Linked DNA regions of Zea mays: all the other regions are linked to region 3. The links are chromatin contacts, called in public Hi-C maps. All regions are on one chromosome and are shown on one strand. The core of a region is the stretch at or near the end of the contact, and the rest is flanking DNA. Distances in the headings are between cores, read along the strand shown. Region 1 holds the start of LOC100279601. Region 2 holds the start of LOC100286120 (60S ribosomal protein L31). Region 3 holds the start of LOC542386 (adenine nucleotide translocator).

Region 1 (4,867 bases), core at 1,241-3,740, 140 kb before region 3:
AAAAACTGTACTATGCACCTTGTAAAAACAGCTGCTTCCAAATGGACAAGTGCCCTTTCCGAAGTCAAAGTGCTTACAATCAATAGACCTGCATAACATATACAACTAGTGAATTAACTTCTGCTTTGGCAGAAAATACAACAGAAGTTTTATCTATGCCTCAACAATAAGCAAATTAAACACTACAGATGAGTTGCTGTTATTAGTCTGGGCAGCCTGAAAATCGCATAAACGATGTGCTTAAGGATAAAACAAATTTGCAAATCAAGTACTTACCTGAGCTTGGCCTTGTAACCTTCAACAATTTCTTGCTTTTCTTCCTTTGAGGAGTACCAAGTAATGCTAGGAACTACATAGTATGACAATTTGCGGCAAATTGGACAAGCCCTGAGTGTAGAGTTGACATCCATGCCAGACGTAGGAGAGGTGCTACGCCAATTCCTAATGCATGAGATACAGAAGGAATGGTCGCAGTCAGATAGCAGCCCAAACCTCCTTTCTGCTGCCGTAGGTTTTGAAAGCACACGGTCCAAGCACACACCACATTCTATGTCTTCACTTCTTCTCATGGCCTCAAGAACTCTATTGTTTTTCTTGCATAGCTTGACATGTACCCCCCTTTCATCAGATTGATAAGGATTCATGCACTGTCTTTCACAGAATGCACACAGATCTCCATGCATCTGAGAACAGCCTTTCCCATAAGGACAAGTGCCATCAGCAGTAGAAGAGCAAATTGGCAGATGAACAGGATATTGTGATGTTTGATTTTGCACAGCTTGGTGCAACGGCCAGCTTGTAGTATCATCTGGAGTGTCATGGTCATGATAATCAACAACCCATGCAGGTTGATGTGCAGAAAGTGCTGCTGTTGACTTGCAAATCTGCTGTGTTTGGTCACATAAATCCGTTTGGCATTCGCTGCAATGGGGATCTCTGGAAGAAGCAACTAGCTGAGAAGAATTGGAGGATGCACGCGCTACAGTGGTTGCTGGTTGGGGGCAGTTACAATGAACTTCAACATGTTCATTTCTGCAACGGCTACCAAAGGTGCACGTCCCTTTCTGGTAGAAAGTGCAAACCTGTAGGTGAGAGCATTACTCTAAGAAATACAGGAATACTGGATAATGCAAATTTAAATTGGATAGTGCAAGGAAACTGGTCTGGAGTTAGAAGTACATAGGTTACATTATCTGGTTGATCATTGCAGTCATGGGAGAATTCACAGTAATCTCCTTTGAAGCAAGCTCCATGCAAGAAGAATTTGCAAGGGACCCTGACGAATAAAAGAAAGAAGCAACATAAGAGAACACTCTAAATTGTTATAAGTTCTACATGGACAACACCATTAACATTTCATTTGCTATGCCAACGGATACGAGCCTCGACAAGGGACAGCTATAGTCAGTACAAACATACAATGAGCCCAGGATTAGTTACCCCAGCTTTTGGGGGGCTTGAATTAAACATTCCATCCCCAGAAATGTGTTTCTGATTCACAGAACTGACAACATGACAAACATAGTTCCATTCCCTTCCTACTTTCCTAGCACTTAATTTCACTTCAAAGTGTTCTACTCGCCATCTCACCACCATATAAACCATAAATTGAGATGTCAGTGGCAAACATTTCCACTCATCCTATTGTATTATTAAAGGCGTACCAATACAGTCTATTATTCAGAGTTTACCCAGCAGCCCTGCCTTCTGTACTGTTATTCTAAAAATTTACATCTCAACCTACACTTCCGAATAAGCTTGGGGCCTTTTGGGTAAAAATAATGGACCACTGCCCCCTCACAGGCCCACACACAGGATATATATTGCATCCAGCAATTGTCGAGGACATTTCTGTCCCACTCCCATTAGTCCCGTGATTCACAATGTATCGAAATGGTTTGAATCCGGGATGTAGTTCATAATGACCTCCAACTGACCACCACACGGGATCTAATTCTTGCACAAGGGCAACCAAAAGAATTCGAAAGACAAATAAAGGTCAATTTAGTCGTCTTGACGGTCCCATACATCCTAAATCCGAAATTGTAGCCTTACTAAAGCCGATGATATCTTATTTACCAAAAAAAACATCAATCAACAAGCAGTATGTCGCCCAAATCTAGACCTCCTCACTAACACTCAGCTTCATTGCAGGATGACCGCACTGCGATGCAGCGATGCTAAACAATTGCTAAATTACAAGCTAAATCCAAACCGAAATGGTCACAGGCTCACAGCAACACGAACACGATCCACCGCTAAGCTTAAAATCATCCCATCCGGTTCGAAATCGCTAGAGTTGCAGTTCAATCGAGCATGCTGGGGCAACCGAAGTATTACCTCCTCGACATGCTCGACGAGGCGGATCGAGCTGCACCGTCGACGACTTCGGGGACACCAAGGCGACGCGAGGCACCCTTTCTTCGCCGCCGTGGTGACGCCCGCCGAACGCCTAGGGTTTGGTCGGTCGGTGCAGCGCGTAGCTTCGTCCGGTCCCTTTCGTCCTCCTCGCGCTTCCGCAGGTCAGCTTTGTGGTGGGCACCGAAGCGGGGAATCGGTTTTCCTAAAAACGGGAGGGATGCGGAATGACTGTTCGGCCCCCAGCGACGTGGCATAGCGAGCGGTGGGATTTCGGGCAGAAGCGTGAATTGGGCGCGGCGAAGGGAGGCCTGGAAGGCTGGAACCATGTTCCCGCCGGATTGTGTGGGCAACCGCCTTTGCTTTTGCTTCAGCCCGTCTTGTTGCGGACGTAAATGGTGAACAGGAGTTCGCTGGCGGAGCACGTGGACAAGTATGTCCAGATAACATTGGCTGAGCGCTTCTTTGCCAAACTTACGCATCAAAATAAAATCTGGTAGCCCAATTTAGCATAGAGCAATGCAAGAAATGTGAGTCTGGTGTTTTGGTTTGCTTGTATTGTCTATGCATGTGTTGTATGAATTTTATTTGGTTAATTATATAATTTGGTAGAATCATCTCATCTTTGTTGGTGTCATTTGTAGTGCACTCGTGGTCACCTCTTACCAACTATCCATACTAGATCCTGTGGAGAGAAAAGGAGGGATTGGTGACGACAGTGGCAGAAGCGTGATGGTAGAGGTTGTATGTGACGGTGGCGGCACGAGTGAGGGGAGGCTCAGGTGGACGGGGTCACGAATGAGGGGAAGAGAAGGATGATGGATGTGAGATGAGAAATGATCCAAATAATATAGTCGATTGAATTTGAGTGATTAAGAAAATAGGTTATCTAGCTATCTAAACAGTTGGTTTTTGAGTTTGTGTGCAGTTTGTTTGGTGTATTTAGTGGAGGTTATGTGAGTTGGAGTGATTTGGTTAGGTGGGTTTTTGCAAAGCTTAAAGTAGTGAATTATATAGTGGTATATAATTATATATTAATATTTCAAGCCTGGTTTGGTTGATATCTAAAATTTAGTTACCAAAACGGCAAAACTGACAAACCTAGTTTTTAGCGGTCACGTAGTTAGCTAACAAAATTTAAATTTGCTAATACCTTATAATTAGTGTCGAGGACCATAATTAGGGATACCCTCAAGACTCCTAATCTCAGCTGGTAACCCCATCAGCACAAAGCTGCAAAGGCCTTATGAGTGCGATTAAGTCAAGGATCGGTCCACTCAAGGGACACGATCTCGCCTCGCCCGAGCCCAGCCTCGGGCAAGGGCAGCCGACCCCGGAGGATTTACGTCTCGCCCGAGGACCCCCTCCAGCAACGGACATACCTTCGACTTGCCCGAGGCCCAGACTTCACCAAGAAGCAACCTTGGCCAAGCCGCCACGCCGACCGACCGTATCGCAGGAGCATTTAATGCAAAGGTGGCCTAACACCTTATCCTGACGCGCGCCCTTCAGTCGACAGAGCCGAAGTGACCGCAGTCACTTCGCCGCTCCACTGACCGGCCTGACAAGAGGACAGTGTCGCCTGCGTCGCTCCGACTGCTGTGCCACTCGGCAGAGTGAGGCTGACAGCAGCCAAGTCCGGCCTCAGGCGCCATAGGAAACTCCGCTTCGCCCGACCCCAGGGCTCGGACTCGGGCTCAGCCCCGGAAGACGACGAACTCCGCCTCGCCCGACCCCAGGGCTCGGACTCGGGCTCAGCCCCGGAAGACGACGAACTCCGCCTCGCCCGACCCCAGGGCTCGGACTCGGGCTCGACCCTGGAAGACGACGAACTCCGCTTCGCCCGACCCCAGGGCTCGGACTCGGGCTCGGCCCCGGAAGACGACGAACTCCGCCTCGCCCGACCCCAGGGCTCGGACTCGGGCTCGACCCCGGAAGACGACGAACTCCGCTTCGCCTGACCCCAGGGCTCGGACTCGGGCTCAGCCCCGGAAGACGACGAACTCCGCTTCGCCCGACCCCAGGGCTCGGACTCGGGCTCGGCCCCAGAAGACGACGAACTCCGCTTCGCCCGACCCCAGGGCTCGGACTCGGGCTCAGCCCCAGAAGACGACGAACTCCGCTTCGCCCGACCAGGGCTCGGACTCGGGCTCAGCCCCGGAAGACGACGAACTCCGCCTCGCCCGACCCCAGGGGTCGGACTCGGGCTCGGCCCCGGAAGACGACGAACTCCGCCTCGCCCGACCCCAGGGCTCGGACTCAGCCCTGGCCTCAGCCGCCGGTCTCCGCCTCGCCCGACCCAGGGGCTCGGACTCGACCTCGGCCTCGGAAGACAGACTCGACCTCGACCTCGGAGGAGCCTCCGCCTCGCCCAACCTAGGGCTCGGACCGACCACGTCACAGGAGGCGCCATCATTACCCTACCCCAAGCTAACTCAGGCTACGGGGAACAAGACCGGCAGCCCATCTGGCTCGCCCCGATAAACAAGTAATGATGGCGCCCCGCATG
Region 2 (4,425 bases), core at 1,671-4,170, 240 kb before region 3:
GTACCTACCTCTAGTAATTGATAAAAAAAATATATATGAGCACTTTGGCGAGTGCCAACTCATATCAATGTATCTCGAAACAATATATATATTATTCATCACTATACGTGATGATCACTCACCTTAAAATGACTTAACAAAAATTATGAATGGCTTAACAATTAATAAAGATTTTTAAGCCATTTCTGGATGGATTGTCATTATTTAGGGTGAGGAATGGTGCCTACGGTACATAATGTGGACTTGGTTGGTATGAAATTTCTATATCATTCATGGTCATAAGACCACAAATTCATGCACATCAACACCTTTAGATACATCAATTTTTTCACATGCTCGAGGATGTGTTGTCTTCAATCACGAAAGTGGATATTGAAAGCATCTATACCTCTAGTTGGGTTTTAGAGATAAATGACAACAAGATTGTTACTAATGTGTTGTTTATAGAGACAAATTGAGTTAGGTTTCTATAAAATTTCTTGAGAAAAATAAACTCTAATTATAAGCCCAACTTTACAGAATTGTCTTTCTTGATTTTTTTAAGAAAAGGGCATTGTTTAGTTTAATTTTTAAGAAAATATTTTAAGAAAAGGGTATTGTTTTTATGGATAGGTAACGCTTCAGGCCTTTTTCTGCAACCACTAAACTCAAGCTTAGAGCAACCACCGATTTCTCCGCTTTTCTCTTCTTCGCGTCACTGACAATCGGGTGGTCGGGCCTGCCGAGGCATTTGTCACCAAAAGTTAGGGCTTAATCGGTAACGTTTAGTGCCGTTTCGACATAGACGGCCAAAACATCAACACATAGGTTGCTAAAATACTCAGACAACACTATCGGACACATCATATTTACTAAGATACAAGCACAGATGTACGATTGGCACGACATAATAACAACGTTGTCAGAAAATGCGTAGGACCATGAAATACCATGTGGATATTTGGATTACTAGAAAGGAGACAAGTCTCGAAGCTTCTATTACATGAGTCATTGGCAGTAGATAACAATAAGCTCAAGCAACATTCTCAAATTTATCTCATGGTATACAGGGCTTAATCCTCATCCTCAACAACCTTAGTTCCCAAACCTTTGAGACCCTCCGGTGGGATCTCAGCAACTGTGACCAGAGAGTAGAGTTCCTCCTTGGCGTCTTCCTCATCGTTCCGGTTGCGGGCAATTCTGACACGGACACGCCTCGGCACACTGCGGATACCACTGCTCCAGATGTGCTTGTTGAGCTTCACGTCAATCCGGACATCAGTAGTACCCATGGCCTTCTGAGCGAACTTCCTGATCTCCTTGATGGCATTTGGTGCCTTCTTCTTAAAGGTGCTGTGTACAGTTACAGATTGATTAGTGATCACTAAATGGCAGCTCAACTACAGCCTGATTTGGAATACAGCAACAGAATAAAATTGTGTTCAAAAGAAATCCAACAAACGTCAAATGGAACATCAAGATGTTGTAGCACCCAAATGGAACACATGACAGCATGTTAAGGCAACATGTGTAACGATGAATGACATCTTTCTACCGGACATGTAACTGTATCGACCACAGCATTGCATTCGGCAGATACCTGACTATGTCCGGACAATACATCATAACCATATTATTGGGTCACATGGAACTTGTAACCTATTGTGGTTTGTGAACAACTTTATACAAGAGCAATACAGGCCACTGATAAATGGCCACAGCAGTGAAATGGAACAAATGACAAAGTGAAGGCAACATGAGTGACATCTGTGTACCAGTCATGTAACTGTATCAACCACAAGATTGTGTAAGACAGGTACCTACTAATGACCGGACAATACAAAACATACTACTGTATTATAGATACAACTTCAACTGAATACTACAACCCAGTCAAACGGCAAAAGGAATACAATACTTATCACTGGAGAACAATATACTGCCCAAATGGAACACATAGTAGCATTACGAGAAGCAATACGTGTAACGATGAGCAGATTACATATCCCGGGCATGTAACTGTGTTAAGCTAATTAAATAAGGCAGACACCTGACTATACCCGAGTAGCACCTAATCGAACAGCGCCCACAAAAGCAAAATGTCACATGCCAATACTCACAAAGCCAAACAAGAAGACAAACGCGTGCAAGGTTATTAAAACGATAAAACGTTGGAACGCTCATGGGTGAAATTGACTTCTAAACGTTTAAACTTTGTTTAAACGTAGTTTTAAACAACATAGGAAAAATACCAATATATCATAAAATCAGACAATAATATGAAGTTAAATACCAAAACCGAGAGGTTAGTGGCTTACCAAAACTTCACCCATGAGCTGGATTGAACCCCAAAAGTAACTAATAGACTGTGCCCAAAAATAGCTAATGGTCTAAAATACATAAAACATTGTGTTTTACAGTTTAGAACGCCAAAACGCTAAAACGTGATTTCAACCTCTAATTAGAGTTTTGACGTTTAAACGTAGTTTTAATAACACTGAACGCGTGATAAATGTTGGATCAGATACAAGAGCAAGATCAACTAGAAGCTATTCCCGCTCGGTCAGGTGATCCCCGACTGTAATCTAGCTGGTAAAGAATACTGGATCCAATCAGGTATATCAACCAATCGCAAGCCCACAGAGTGCTCACAGGCCGCAACCCTCCGCACCAGCATCGCACATGCAAGCCCAACGCAGATATAGAACAACGATATGCTCTCCAACAAGCGGATCTACTCTGCTGCCACGCGAAGCTTGGGAATGGAAGGAGGTTGGGGCGGTTTGGGGCAATACCATCCGTGGAGGCGTTTGTGGAGGTTGATAGTGTACTCGCGTGTCACCACCTCATCCTTGCGAGTGCCGGCGCCTCGCTTCTTCTCCGCCATCTCCGCTCCGCCGCCGGCTCCGCGTCCGCCCTTGTTTGCTCGGGCTCGAGGGAGGCCGCCAGAATCTCCCTTTTATAGCGGCGCGAGCTAGGGCTACCTAATGTTTCGGGCCTCCCTGTGCACATACATGCCCAACCCATCTATGCTTAATTAGGCCCATCTTGGTAGACCCTCGACTTTTATTTTTGTTTATTTTTTAATCAATGTGTTCGAGTAATTTGGTGTTGATTTAAAACTAAATTTCCACAAGAAATCACTGTAAACCATACGTACTGAACTTAAATTTTTGCATCCAAACAAATGTTTATATATTGTTTGATTGACAATATATCCACATCCAAACAAGCTACAAGAGTTTGGTGGGTTAAGCCTCCTTTGGTATACAGGAATTTCAGGTGCATCGTACAAAAACTTCACTGCAATTAGTTTATTTTCACGGGGAAAACACAGGGAATGGGAAACATTCCCACATTTCAAAGGAAAACATAGGGAATGGGAAACATTCCCACTTGGTTCTATGAGTATATAAAGTGGTCTAGTGTGGAACGCTACCACCTGCTCGTGTGCCACCATCGGCATCGATCACATTGGTCCCGTAATTTTTGGTACAACCCCATGACTAGATCACCTATCGGTAGCGACCCTAATTAGTCGGTACATACTGTCTAGTGACAAGTGACACTTTCTGATTGGTTCATATCATTTTGGGTTTAAAAATTTAAAACAAAAAAAACCTAGAACTCTGTCTATAAATAGAGGACAAGTGTTTGAACTCATTCACATAACTCAACTCGAATTTCTCTAGCACCTCCTCTTACTTATCCCACCCTCATTTCATTCGAACAAGAGCGTTTTTAGATGTGCGGTTTTTAGATGTCTTCGTCAAGTTTAGATACCGACATGACAAAAGACAAGGCGATTGAGTTGTTGCAGGAAACTATAATGCAACAAACATCGAAGATTGCTGCTGAGTTTTCCACAACGAGTAGACAGAGGAGGCAACGTCAGAGCTACATCGACCATGATCGTGTGTCCACATACGACTTGTCGATGCAAAAATTGCTTTAATGACCAATGTGTCAATTCCTCGAAGGTACCACATGCGAAGGAGCCTCTTCCTTCAGATTTTAGAGGGGTTGGGTGAGCACTCCCCATACTTCACTCTTTGAACTGGTGCACTCAACCACAATGGTTTCTCCCTACCAAAAGTGCACAATTGTCTTATACACGCTTGCATGTGGTAACATTGCTGACCCTGTTCATGTGTTCATCAAAATGGAGAAAAGGTTTTCCTTACGATACCTCTAAATGTTCTGTAGAAGTGTTATTTCATGTCTTGATGAGGCATATTGTTGTCGTCCCACTATTGACGATCTCATGTGACTATCAGCTAAGGGAGAGGAAATGTGATTTCCTAGTATGATATATAATATAGATTACATACATTAGAAGTGGGAGAACCATCCCATTAGATGGAGAGGACAGTTCATACAAGGGGACATTGGATCTTCTATCATAATCCTAGAGGTAGAGATGGCAATGGGTAAAAACTCGCTGGG
Region 3 (4,651 bases), core at 1,702-4,201:
GAATGAATGCTCGCTTCACTTAGACAACGAGCAGCTCATGGTTCCTGAGTGTGTTGCCGAAGATCCCTCTGAGCAACAACCTGGTGAAGGCAAGTGTCTTCTGACCTATTATGTCCTACTTTACTTTATAATTCACTGTCCCGCATTACTTTATTGAAAACCTAAGGATTGACTAGTCTGTATTTACCTTACCCTTATTTATCTTTTTGGGTTAATCATGGTTATCTTATGCTATTGCTTTAACTTAATCAATGAACATGATGTGATCTTTTATGATACGATGATGTTATCCTGATGGGGTTCTTATGATTCTTTAGGGGGCTCAGGCTGTTTCCTAAGTACATCTCCGTAAGGCCCTGTTGGGGAGTGACAATCCGGGATAACAGTGCAACCATGAGGGTGGAATGGGACGCCCTTAGCTGATTAATTAGAGGAACCAGAGGAGTAGTTGGCTTCACCGTAGGGCCGTCAATGGGGTCCGTGCACAGTACTTGCCCTGCCGAGGTTGGTTGTAGAGGTTCTTTGATTTGGTTTTGTTAGTCACCCTTCCTTTGGGGAGATGTACTGTGTTTATCAAACTAGAGAAACCTAACGGGTGGCTATGACCTCTGGGAAATCTTTGTAAAGGCTACGTAGTGAGACCCTGCTAGGTCACCTTGGTAGTGATCAATGGGGAGGCTAAAACCCCGGGCAGAATGGGAATCACGGCTTGTGGGTAAAGTGTGCAACCTCTGCAGAGTGTTAGAAACTGGTATATCAGCCGTGCTCACAGTTATGAGTAGCCTTGGGATTCTCTTCGATTAGAAGAACTTTTGTTACTTATATGATGATGATTAGCAATGATGGTTATAAATATGATCTCTAGTATTTCCTCTTGGAGGGAGTGCCTTTGGGTAATAACTGGGTTATTACTAAAACTTGGCTCTACTTATAGTAATAAAACTTGACCAACTAAAAGCGACGGCTTAACCTTAACTCCACATACAACTAGTCCACTTTAGCCAAACGAGACATTTGCTGAGTACGTTGATGTGTACTCACCTTTGCTTTACAAAACACCCCACCCCATGTTGTCCCCACTGTTCTCAGTGCTCAGGAGGTGAAGCTGATAACATGGAGGACTTTGAGGAGTTCTAGGACTACGACGAATTCTAGTTTACTTTAGTGGTAAACCCCCAGTCAGCTGCCTGTGTAGGCTTATCTTCTACGTTTCGTTACTCTGCACTTTGATTTAATGTTGAACACTAAGTTTATGTAATAGACTCTGTGGTGTATCAGACATCTTGATGTAACCAAGTACCTTTCTGCTATTTAATTCAAGTATTGTGTGATGATGTCCAATTATGTAATCACTGTGTATGTGAGTTCTGATCCTGGCACGTACATGGTTCGTATTCGGTTTACCTTCCAAAACCGGGTGTGACAATAACATTTTATTGCCAGAATGTATAACTAAAGGACATTTTCTCTAATTATCAATACAGAGTGCATGCTATAAAGGTGTGGAAGTTTGGGTTACCCGAAAAATTGGTTCTGGTAATTAAAATTTCGGGTTCTAAGAATCGTTACCCAAAATTTCAGTGGTTTTATATTACCTACAAATTCGGGTATCCGAAAAATCGGGTTCGAATTCAGGTATTCCCGAATTACCCAAACTAAGATGTGCTTGTTGGGCTTGTACTATCCAACTACCCAACTTATAAAGGGTATGTTCGTTTCAACTTTTCTCTAATGAGTTTTTTTGAGAATTCGGCTGTGGGGAGAATCTAGTCGTAGAGAGAATTTAGATGTGAAGAGGAAGATAAAGAGGTGCATATGGTTTATGATTTAGAAAGTGACGAGTTCTTATTAACCTGATGACTCGGTCGATTGTATGTTCATGTTGACTTTAGACGGTTTTTACTAAATTAATTTTCACAAAAGTGAGCTAAAAAGATGGACGTTTGATAATCTTCAGCAACTTCTGGTTGCGAGAAGTTAAAAAAAACTGAAACAAACCGAACAAAAAATGTTACATGCTTTTCCTCACAAAAACTACACATTGACTCGACATCTTAGTGTAGACTGTAGTACAATGCCTTCCCGTTGACCTCAAGAAAATGCAATTCATGGAGCACTCCAATTCGATGTTTTCCTACTTCGCAGGCACTCACTTTCACTTCCCATCAGCTAACCCTCTCCACAATTCCAATTTCCAAATGTTGCGTTTTTCTTTTTACAACATCCATCCGACTCGGAAGAAACTAAAATTCTCAGCGCCCTTCCCTTGCGTTGTGAGATCAAGAATGGACAGTCCAAAATCAGAAGAATTTAGCAATAAACAACAGTGTAATTGAGCAGATCCAGTCCCTACCAGTGTGAAGATGTCCCTCAAAAAAATCAGAAAGAGACGAAAAATGCTGATACATACAGCCTAGTAGTTGCTCACTGCTGAGCGCTGACCATGCATCCATCACTTCGTGAAAGACCACAACCAACTTGCACGTTTCGCACACCCCTACCCGGCAAGCTCATGTTCCGTGCTGCCCCTTCACACCTCGCCTTCCCCCAACCTTCCGGTAGCGCTGGACCTGGACCCGATCTGACCAACCCACCCCACATGGAGGTGCACATCCACCGTCCGTTCCAGCCTAAACAAACCCTAAAGTCCCGGATCCGCCGTGCCACACTCTATACGCGCTGCTGTATTCCCCACCAACCACGTCCGATCCCTCCGCTAGCCGAACCCGCCGTTCGGTGTTCGACAATCCGCACCGGATCAGCCTACCCGGCGAATCGAAACAACCAGCATCAGCATGGAACCACCGCCATGTGGGCCACCGCGCGGGGGAGACGCGGATCCACCGGCCCCGCCCGATCGGATGGCCAGCACGCGCGCGATTATAGGCGTTGTGGTTACGCGCGGCGGCGGCGCAGCGGAGATAAAAAGGCATCCCCCAGGAAAGCATCGCCCCCCTCTCACTCGCCTCGACGCGCCTCTGAAAGTTCGGAGCCGCCGGCCCGTCCGCCTCCCTCTCCGCCTCCCGTCCCCAAGGGTGAGTCTTGCGTCCCACCAGGCTTCTCTCCCGTCCTCTGTCCCCGATTTAAGGCCCATGCTCTCGTTCCTATTTGTGGCGATTGGTCCGGCATGCGTGCTGTTTGTGGTAGATAGATCTGCTCTGCACGTCTGCGTTCGTCACGTATAGGTTGGATTGTTCGTGTGGTAGCCTCGGCCGTTGGTGCTCATTCAGATCGGTGCTTCCTGCGTCGGGTAAGGGCTATTGAGATTCTTCTAGTGGATCGTTCGTCTATACTTGAGATCTACTCCGTTTCTCCGTAGGTGTGTGTGCATCGCAGTGGATTTTATGTTCCGTTTGGCTTGCCTTGTAGATCTTCGTGTAATCTTTGTAGATCGCGAGGTTATGGTTATTGGTTAGTCAGTCGGGTAAGTGAGTTTTGACCGCTGTTTCGTGATAGTGACGGTGCCGCTTTAGATCTGTTTGTGTTCTTGGCCGTGGATGGCGATCTGACGGCAGACGCCCGTCCCAAAAATATTGGTTCAAGTGTTTGAACTGTTTAGACTATATGCACATATATCATGTGAAGGTCTTGATTACCATGCTCCCTGCACAAGATCTGCTTCATTCTGTTCGTGCACACCTATACCCTTGGCATGCTATCATCTTAATGGTTTTGGTGTAATTGAATTTTGGGGATCATGATGATTTTCATATGTTATAAAATCTGTGAACGTTAAAATTAATGAACTGTTTGAACATGCTAAAATGTACGGTATTTAAAACTAATTGATTCGTTTTTATGCATCTGTTCTATTCTTATGATTGCTATCAAAACTAGAGTTATGGAACATGAAAACTGTAAATATCAATGTCTGTATAATTGCACTTTTATCTGTCATTGACTTAATGTTTATACACAGGCTCTCTACTTCAATTAACTGTGTTGAGCTTTGGCTTTTACTCTGTTGAAACACAGAAAATAATGTTTGTTTCTGTAGCTTTGTTACTATATAATATGCATCTTTTTTACACAGTTAGACGTGGAGATCTGTTATTCTTTATGCACTATCCTAAGTTGTGTCTTGATATTATGTTGCAGCCAATAGTTTTCAAGTGGCAATGGCGGACCAGGCTAACCAACCCACTGTCCTTCATAAGCTCGGTGGCCAGTTCCACCTGCGCTCGATCATCTCTGAAGGTGTACGGGCCCGTAACATATGCCCATCTGTCTCATCTTATGAAAGGAGATTTGCCACAAGGAACTACATGACCCAGAGCCTTTGGGGCCCTTCAATGTCTGTTAGCGGTGGCATCAATGTCCCAGTGATGCAGACCCCGCTCTGTGCTAATGCTCCTGCTGAGAAAGGAGGCAAGAACTTCATGATTGATTTCATGATGGGCGGTGTTTCAGCTGCTGTTTCAAAGACTGCTGCTGCTCCCATCGAGCGTGTGAAGCTGCTTATTCAGAACCAAGATGAGATGATTAAGTCTGGTAGGCTATCAGAGCCGTACAAGGGTATTGTTGACTGCTTCAAACGTACCATTAAGGATGAAGGTTTCTCTTCCTTGTGGAGGGGTAACACTGCTAATGTTATTCGTTACTTCCCTACTCAGGTAGCCCACACCTTCCATCATATTTTTTACTCGGTAAC

Evidence for each region. A called contact is a pair of places that touch in the nucleus more often than the background predicts.
Region 1: a Hi-C map of endosperm shows a contact between it and region 3, with 5 times the contacts expected there. The contact joins the promoter of LOC100279601 here to the promoter of LOC542386 in region 3. A contact is called at or near these places in 14 of 25 Hi-C or Micro-C datasets (bundle sheath, ear, endosperm and 4 more) and 2 of 3 datasets of contacts at active chromatin or transcription factors (leaf and seedling).
Region 2: a Hi-C map of tassel shows a contact between it and region 3, with 2.1 times the contacts expected there. The contact joins the promoter of LOC100286120 here to the promoter of LOC542386 in region 3. A contact is called at or near these places in 3 of 25 Hi-C or Micro-C datasets (ear, leaf and tassel).

Annotation. Positions count from the first base shown.
Region 1 is chr5:211,444,793-211,449,659 of Zm-B73-REFERENCE-NAM-5.0, forward strand. LOC100279601 reads right to left here and starts at 2,491. Exons shown (of 6, transcript NM_001152598.1): 1 at 2,341-2,491; 2 at 1,189-1,276; 3 at 277-1,082; 4 at 19-88. The coding sequence starts at 2,351.
Region 2 is chr5:211,343,003-211,347,427 of Zm-B73-REFERENCE-NAM-5.0, forward strand. It overlaps LOC100286120 (60S ribosomal protein L31), which reads right to left and starts at 2,921. Exons shown (of 2, transcript NM_001159008.2): 1 at 2,775-2,921; 2 at 899-1,332. The coding sequence starts at 2,866. The coding sequence ends at 1,053.
Region 3 is chr5:211,582,999-211,587,649 of Zm-B73-REFERENCE-NAM-5.0, forward strand. LOC542386 (adenine nucleotide translocator) reads left to right here and starts at 2,952. Exons shown (of 4, transcript NM_001111961.2): 1 at 2,952-3,035; 2 at 4,099-4,613. The coding sequence starts at 4,119.